Regions from separate parts of the Mus musculus genome. Here region 2 is linked to region 1. Evidence: chromatin contacts called from public Hi-C data. All regions are on one chromosome and are shown on one strand. The core of a region is the stretch at or near the end of the contact, and the rest is flanking DNA. Distances in the headings are between cores, read along the strand shown.

Region 1 (3,147 bases), core at 200-2,699:
ACAAGGCTGAGGAGGGAACTTAAACAGTAATGGTGGCCCTGATCAAAGTGGATTCCCCCGAAGCTAGAAGGCGCAAGGGCCTGGCAGGTCCAAAGCAGAGCCCTCGGAGAGACTGGTCATGGCGCGCGTGGGGGCGCACCGGGTATTCAGACAGCCTTGGGGGTGCCGGGCGGTGATGCGGGGCTCAGGGCTCAGCTCCCGGGGCCTCTCCACTCCTGCGGCACAGCAGCAGCCTCAACCGTCTTCTCCACTTCCCGACAGCCAAGGATGGCTTGCACACACACATGCACTTCACTGGAGGATATCTTGGCAATCCCGCCTCCCTCCCGGCGTCCTTGGCGACGCTCTGCACCAGGGCCTGCCCCTGAGGTCACACAGAGAGACAAAAGGGCAGTCGGACTGCTGCAGCCTTGCAGGAATATCCACTAGTCCTCACTCCTGCAGTGGGGAAAAATCCAGTAAGCCAAGTTGAGTAGGAAAGGTCCTCTAGCTTGGGCAAGATTTGCAGATAGGCGAGCCCAGAAGAGCAAAGCAAAGACTAGGTGTCCGCGATGCCAGTGCTGCTACTGTGCCCTGATGGATGACTACTAGGTAGAAGGCAGAAAGATGGGGATCTGCTACCCTGGCAGACCCCAGGCGACAACCGAATGGCAGTAGAGTGTGCGCGCTCTTGTCAGCCACTCTGGTCTCCGGGATACGCCGCAGCTCCGCAGCACACACCTGACGGCACAGGTAGAAGAAACAACAGCCAACAGCGACGTCCTGCTGTATGCAGCCTCTCAGCCACCCCTCGGGCAGCCCCTACAAGTGGGTCCTCAGCCTCAAAGTGCAGGAAGTTTCCCCAGGCGTTGGATCCGGTCACCCACTGTCACGGGAGGAGTCCAGCCGCAGACGTTGAGATGCCGCTTAGCCCCGGACGTTGCACCTGACTCGGCGACCACAGACTAGGCAGCGCTTGGCTTCCAGCCCCTTCCCCTCTCAGGGAGGCTTTCGGCACTCGCGGTTCCCGGGAGGAAAGTGGAGAGAGAGGGAAGGCGGAGACTGAGCAGGGACTGGCGCTCCAGAGCCCCAGGCAAGTGTCTAAACAATAGGACGGACTCCGCAGCCTAAGTCTCGCCTGGCTGCTGGAAGGTGGGTTGTTGTTGTAACTGGAGTTGTCCGCTCTGGCTGCTGGGCGCTGAGCGCAGCCAAACAAAAAGACCCCAGTCCGCGCCTCTGGAGTCGCCTGTGGGCCCCCGGGACGTCCCCTTTTTCTCCTCAGTACTCCCGCAGCCTCAGGAAAGCTCGGCAGCTCCGGCCTGCGCCCTGAAGCCTGGGCGCTCCCATCCCTCGCCGCCGCCGCCGCCTCCTTCTCCTCCTTTTTTTAAACCACCGTCTGCGGCAGCCACAGCCGCCGCCTCCTCCAGCCTCCGCCGTCCAGGCGCTCCGTAAATAAATAAGCCCAAGTCCGAAGTTAAAGCGGCCGCCGGTCTTTATATAGCAGCCGGAGCCCCCGCCCTTGGCTCCGCCCCCGCAAGCCTCGCCCCGCCCCCTGGCCGCGCGCGGAAAGCCTGCACCTCGCCCGGGAGAGGTGAGGCCCAGGCTGGCAGCTCCGGCTGCAGACAGCGGCGCGCGTTCCCGTACGCCCCTGCTCGCGCCCAGACTCCTAGGATCCAGCAAACTTGGCCACCAGAAAGAAGAGCTCGGGTCTCCTCCACACAACTCCTTGGCCTCAGAGCTGACCAGAGCCCAGAAACCGAGGTTCCCAGCGGGAGAACGAGGAGAGGGGCAGCTTTGAGGACAGCTCATAAATAAATGGAGAAGGCAGAGCCTCTGTTGTAGCTTTTTGAGTCGCGATCCTAAAGGGGACCGCTCTGGGCTTGCAACACTGAAAGAGAGAAAGAGAGAGACAGCGAGATTATGATTTTAAAATTAAAACAAAAACAAAACAAAACAAGAAAACTCTACTGAAATAGATCTGCCTCCGTGAGCGCGCATTTTATCCCCCCCCCCCCCCCCACACACACACATTTTGTTTGGGTGGCTTCAAAGTTTAGAGTTGTAGCAAGTTGGGAGTAGTGTTTTCAACCTTCTCTCTGGCCTTCCCATCCCTAAGCCACCGTCTTCGGTTAACCCTTTCTTTATAATCACTTACTTAAAAAACGCCATGGTGAGGGATTTGGTTGCGTGGGCACTATACAAACTCACACAACTCCAAGGGTTTGGATAGGTCCCTACGGTTTTACTCTCTTAGCTGGCAAAGGGAAGAGGAAGTAAATCCTAGCGATGCCCATTATACTAGAAGGCTTTCCTTAATTCAGTGCCTAACTGGACACCCCACCCCCATCCCCACCTCACCCCTACCCCCATCCCCATCCCCACCCCTGCACTGTTTTGAAAATGAATTTCCTCCTTCCTTCTTGTCTCTTCAGTGTGATGTCTGGCAGTAGTCAGCATCTCTCAGCAGACACCAACGCCGCTATAGGTTTGAAATAACAACTAAATGAGTCAGCTTCTTCCCTTGCTTTTAATTTCCTCATCTTCTTTGCCTGTAGTCACGTTCTACTTTGTGCCAGCCCCTACCATAAAGTCAGTTTTACAGTAAAGTATCATTCGTATAAAATATCTGACAAACCTTGACCGCGAAGTCGGCCCAGTTCTCTTTAGCATTTTTTGGCATTTAACAAGCTACCTGTAACTTAATAGGTTTCCTGATCAGTGTTTTATTTCATAAATATGAACCGTGAAATCCCTCCAACATCTTTATTTTTGCCTATTTAAAAAATTTTTTTTCAGGATATCTTTCTCAGGTCATTTTGCCTGCCACTGAGATCCAAAAGCCCTTCAGAAGATATTGTCAAAGACAGGCTGTCCCCTCATAAAGTAGATTGGAACTCTTGGTATTATTCATTTGAATGCCATTTATTTGTATGGCACCATTCTTAAAAAGACTTCAGAACATTTGACATTCATGCATTCATTTGTCCTTCTAGATTTTTGCTTAAAGGTCTGTTATATAACTAACTTCCTTGAAAAGAAAAGAGACACCATAGTCACGTCTCCTTATGACTTGAAACACAGAACACATGTCTGTTGCAAAACAAATCGTCACTGATGAAGGATTCCCCCAACTAGTGAATTTTCTTTATAATAATAAAGTATGTAATT
Region 2 (3,134 bases), core at 300-2,799, 76 kb before region 1:
GGACACAGATAAAGACTAGAGAGCCCACAACACACAATATGGCATTTTCACTGACAATTCTGAACATTAGAGCATATTTGGACTCCAATATTTTCCATTGTTTAAAAACCTACCCATTTAGTGTCAAAATCCTACCTAAAATCTTACTTTTCCCACTCTTTTATATGAATAATTTTAGAATGTTTATAGTAAAGAGCAGTCATCTACAAGTTCATGGCTCTGAATTGAAAACAAAACATTAGAAAAATATTTACAGATTTCATTTATCCTACTACTTTAGCTTCCTTGGTAACTTCTTACCTACAGAAGAAGTCGCCTTCCGATAATATGCAACACTTGTACCCAAGTTGAATTCATATTTCCATTATAATTCTTCAAGGGGTTGAAGCATAAATTCTCACTTTACCATTTCCTCTCTCCCCTGGAAATCCCTAGCATAACTCCAGAAACAGTTGCGAGAAGCCCTCTTGGACAGCCGCTGTGACCTAAGGAGTCTTGGCAAAATTACCTCTAAGCCAAAAGCATCATGTTGGGATTATTCAGAAAGCTAATGTGTGGGAAGAAGATCAAAACTAAAAGGTTTGCATTTAGAAACAGCTTTCAGTTTCCCAGTCATTGAAAAGCTTCAACATATATTTAGGAGACATCAAATGGGCTTGGGAGAAAATCAGAGTATCAAAATGCGAATGAGCTGGGTAGTGGGCAAAGTGTGGTAAGCAGGTGGGTGATGCAGTATGGTTTCAGGTTGTGTCTATACACTTTTGCTACATGGACCTGGGGACAATGATGGCTCAGAGGCTAAGGGACTCTCTATTCTCTCAGTGGTCTCAAGTTCAGGGGCCATTATCCACAGTGGGCAGCCCACAACCATTTGTAACTCCAGTCCTAGAGGATCTGACACTCTCTTCTGGACTTGGAGGCCACCTGCATTCACATACACACAAACCCACACATATATACATATTTAAAAATTAAATCCTTAAATGAAGATTTTATTACATAATAAGTGCAAATCTTGGATTGTGTATTATTTAAATTGTTCATCATTTTAAATTATATCCTCTAAACATTACAAAACAGTTTTACTTATTTTCCAGTGAAGTGAAAGAAACCAATTTAATATTAAAGCTTTTAAGCAAGTGCTTGTCTGTGAATAATTAACCTGGGAATTACAAATACTGTTTACTGATTCATTAAAAGAAGGAAGGAAAACACACAGTCGATGTTAATTCGAGTCTCACAGGCAGCAAATAACAGCAACAAAGCCTCATTGAGTCATGTTGTGTAAATAATTTCTCTTAGTATTTTTGTTTATTTATTTATAGGATTTCCCCAGCCTTGCTATGAATATTATATGACCAAACTCATTTATAGTGGATTATGAGGTTTCATTTTCTAACCAAAGCAAATTAGCTTCCTAGAAAATAAACAAGCAGTTAGCAAAAGAAAGGCATCTTTCCCAATTAGCCAGACCTCTGCTGGTCCATGTTTAATGTCATAATGCAATACAATAATCTGGCACACGTTGCTGCTAGGAGTGAGCTTCATTAGAAAAGTCGGGGGAAGGCGGGAGCTCGGCGTGCTCTCAGCCTCTACGTGATAATTAAGGCCATATGCCTCAATCGATCTGGAAGGAATATGAAGAATGGTGGAAGAGACAAAGAGCCTCGCTGAGAAACCTGTTGTTTGGGATGCTGTGATACCCAGCGCTCTCCCAAGTCGGGTTTCACCTATTTTTAAAATGAAGTTAAGCTGGCACTGGAACAACTGCTGTATGTCTTAAGAAAACATCTGTTTAGGCAAATATAATCCATGTTATTCTGTAGTCCAGAACCTAGGACCCAATATTATTTAACAAGAATTCCTTCACCACACAGAACAATGAATTCTATAAACTAGGGAGGATAACAAAAGGTAAAATAAATGCCATCTCAGAAATCATTGTCAAAACTTCCAGTTAAAGAGCCAGATTTCATTTAAACACTTAAAGGAAGAAAAAAAAATCTTCCTTCGGAATACATTCAACATGGTGTACAAATAAGGGAAAAATAATTACGTAAAATCTGAGTTGAGAATTCCCAGAGGAATTACTGTAAGATTCACTTAGAGTCACTATGTGCCACTTATCAATGGGTTAGACTTCAGTTGGGTTTTGAAAGGGAAGAATCAATGAGAATGGTTGAAGACACAACAAAAGAAACAAACACCCCCCCCCAAAAAAAACCTACTTGTGATGGAATTCTAAAGAATAAGGAATAAAAGTTCCAAATTAAAGCAGTAGGTCAAACAGTCTGCTGTCTGGAGTACAAGCATCCATAATAGATTGAACACAATGTGTCAAATATTAGGGCTTGAGACAAGATTTAGGGGCATTAACTATCCTTCAAGAGATCAACTTAAGAAACTCAGCATAAGTCAGACATATTTCAGCAGACACAGAAATGATCTGATTAGAAAGAAAAACAACCAAACAAGAAATGCCAGTCAGAAGGGCTGTGTGACAGTCAAAATTATCTAAGCATATTTTAGACATGCCGCTAATAACTTTTCTTGTAAATTGAATCTTCCCTAAAATGGAAATAGCTTTACAACGATAAATGTCAGAATAAGCAGTTTATTTTTAATGCTATTTATTCTGCAACTACTTGCTAAACAGATTTTTAAAGGGCACAGATATGGAAAAACTGGGAAAAGAGCATTTAGTAGTAAGTGAGAGTAAGCAAGCAGAAATCAGGAACGTGTGCATGAGTACAAATGGAAGTCTGGATTTCTGGAGACCAAAGCAAGGCTAAATTAGGCAGTTTGCAGTCATACTTTTCCTTACTCCATGAAACAAATGTTGACATAAAAAATTACAGGAAATAAAGAGTATAGTCACTAGTTTGAGCTTTTAACCCCAAAGCACTCTTATAGACATTTAAATAAGACGATAATAGAACAAGAAGGAAGGAAGGAAGGAAGGAAGGAAGGAAGGAAGGAAGGAAGGAAGGAAGGAAGGAAGGAAGCAAGGGGAGCCTTCATAGTACAAATTACAAAATTCAGAGGTTTCAGTTAGGACTGGCTTCTAAAAGGAACAGGTTGAGAAACTCTTTTAGTAATAAACATCTTAATGGAGAGGAGACAGACAGCTTTAA

The links. Hi-C and Micro-C count contacts between places; a contact is called where the count stands out from the background.
Region 2: a contact with region 1 is called in a Hi-C map of the N1E-115 cell line, with 5 times the contacts expected there. The contact joins the enhancer-like site here to the promoter of Slit2 in region 1. A contact is called at or near these places in 1 of 484 Hi-C or Micro-C datasets (the N1E-115 cell line) and 3 of 9 other capture datasets (adipose tissue, liver and pancreatic islet).

Annotation. Positions count from the first base shown.
Region 1 is chr5:47,981,457-47,984,603 of GRCm38.p6, reverse strand. It overlaps Slit2 (slit guidance ligand 2), which reads right to left and starts at 1,449. Exons shown (of 36, transcript NM_178804.5): 1 at 1-1,449.
Region 2 is chr5:48,057,261-48,060,394 of GRCm38.p6, reverse strand. All of the region lies in intron 4 of Slit2 (slit guidance ligand 2), which reads right to left. Among named protein-coding and RNA genes, the nearest start is that of Slit2, 76 kb to the right of the region's middle. Within about 2 kb of position 1,549, at least 7 of the 459 cell types and tissues checked have an H3K27ac peak or open chromatin away from gene starts, as enhancers often do. A contact at or near this core is called in the N1E-115 cell line, where this site is marked.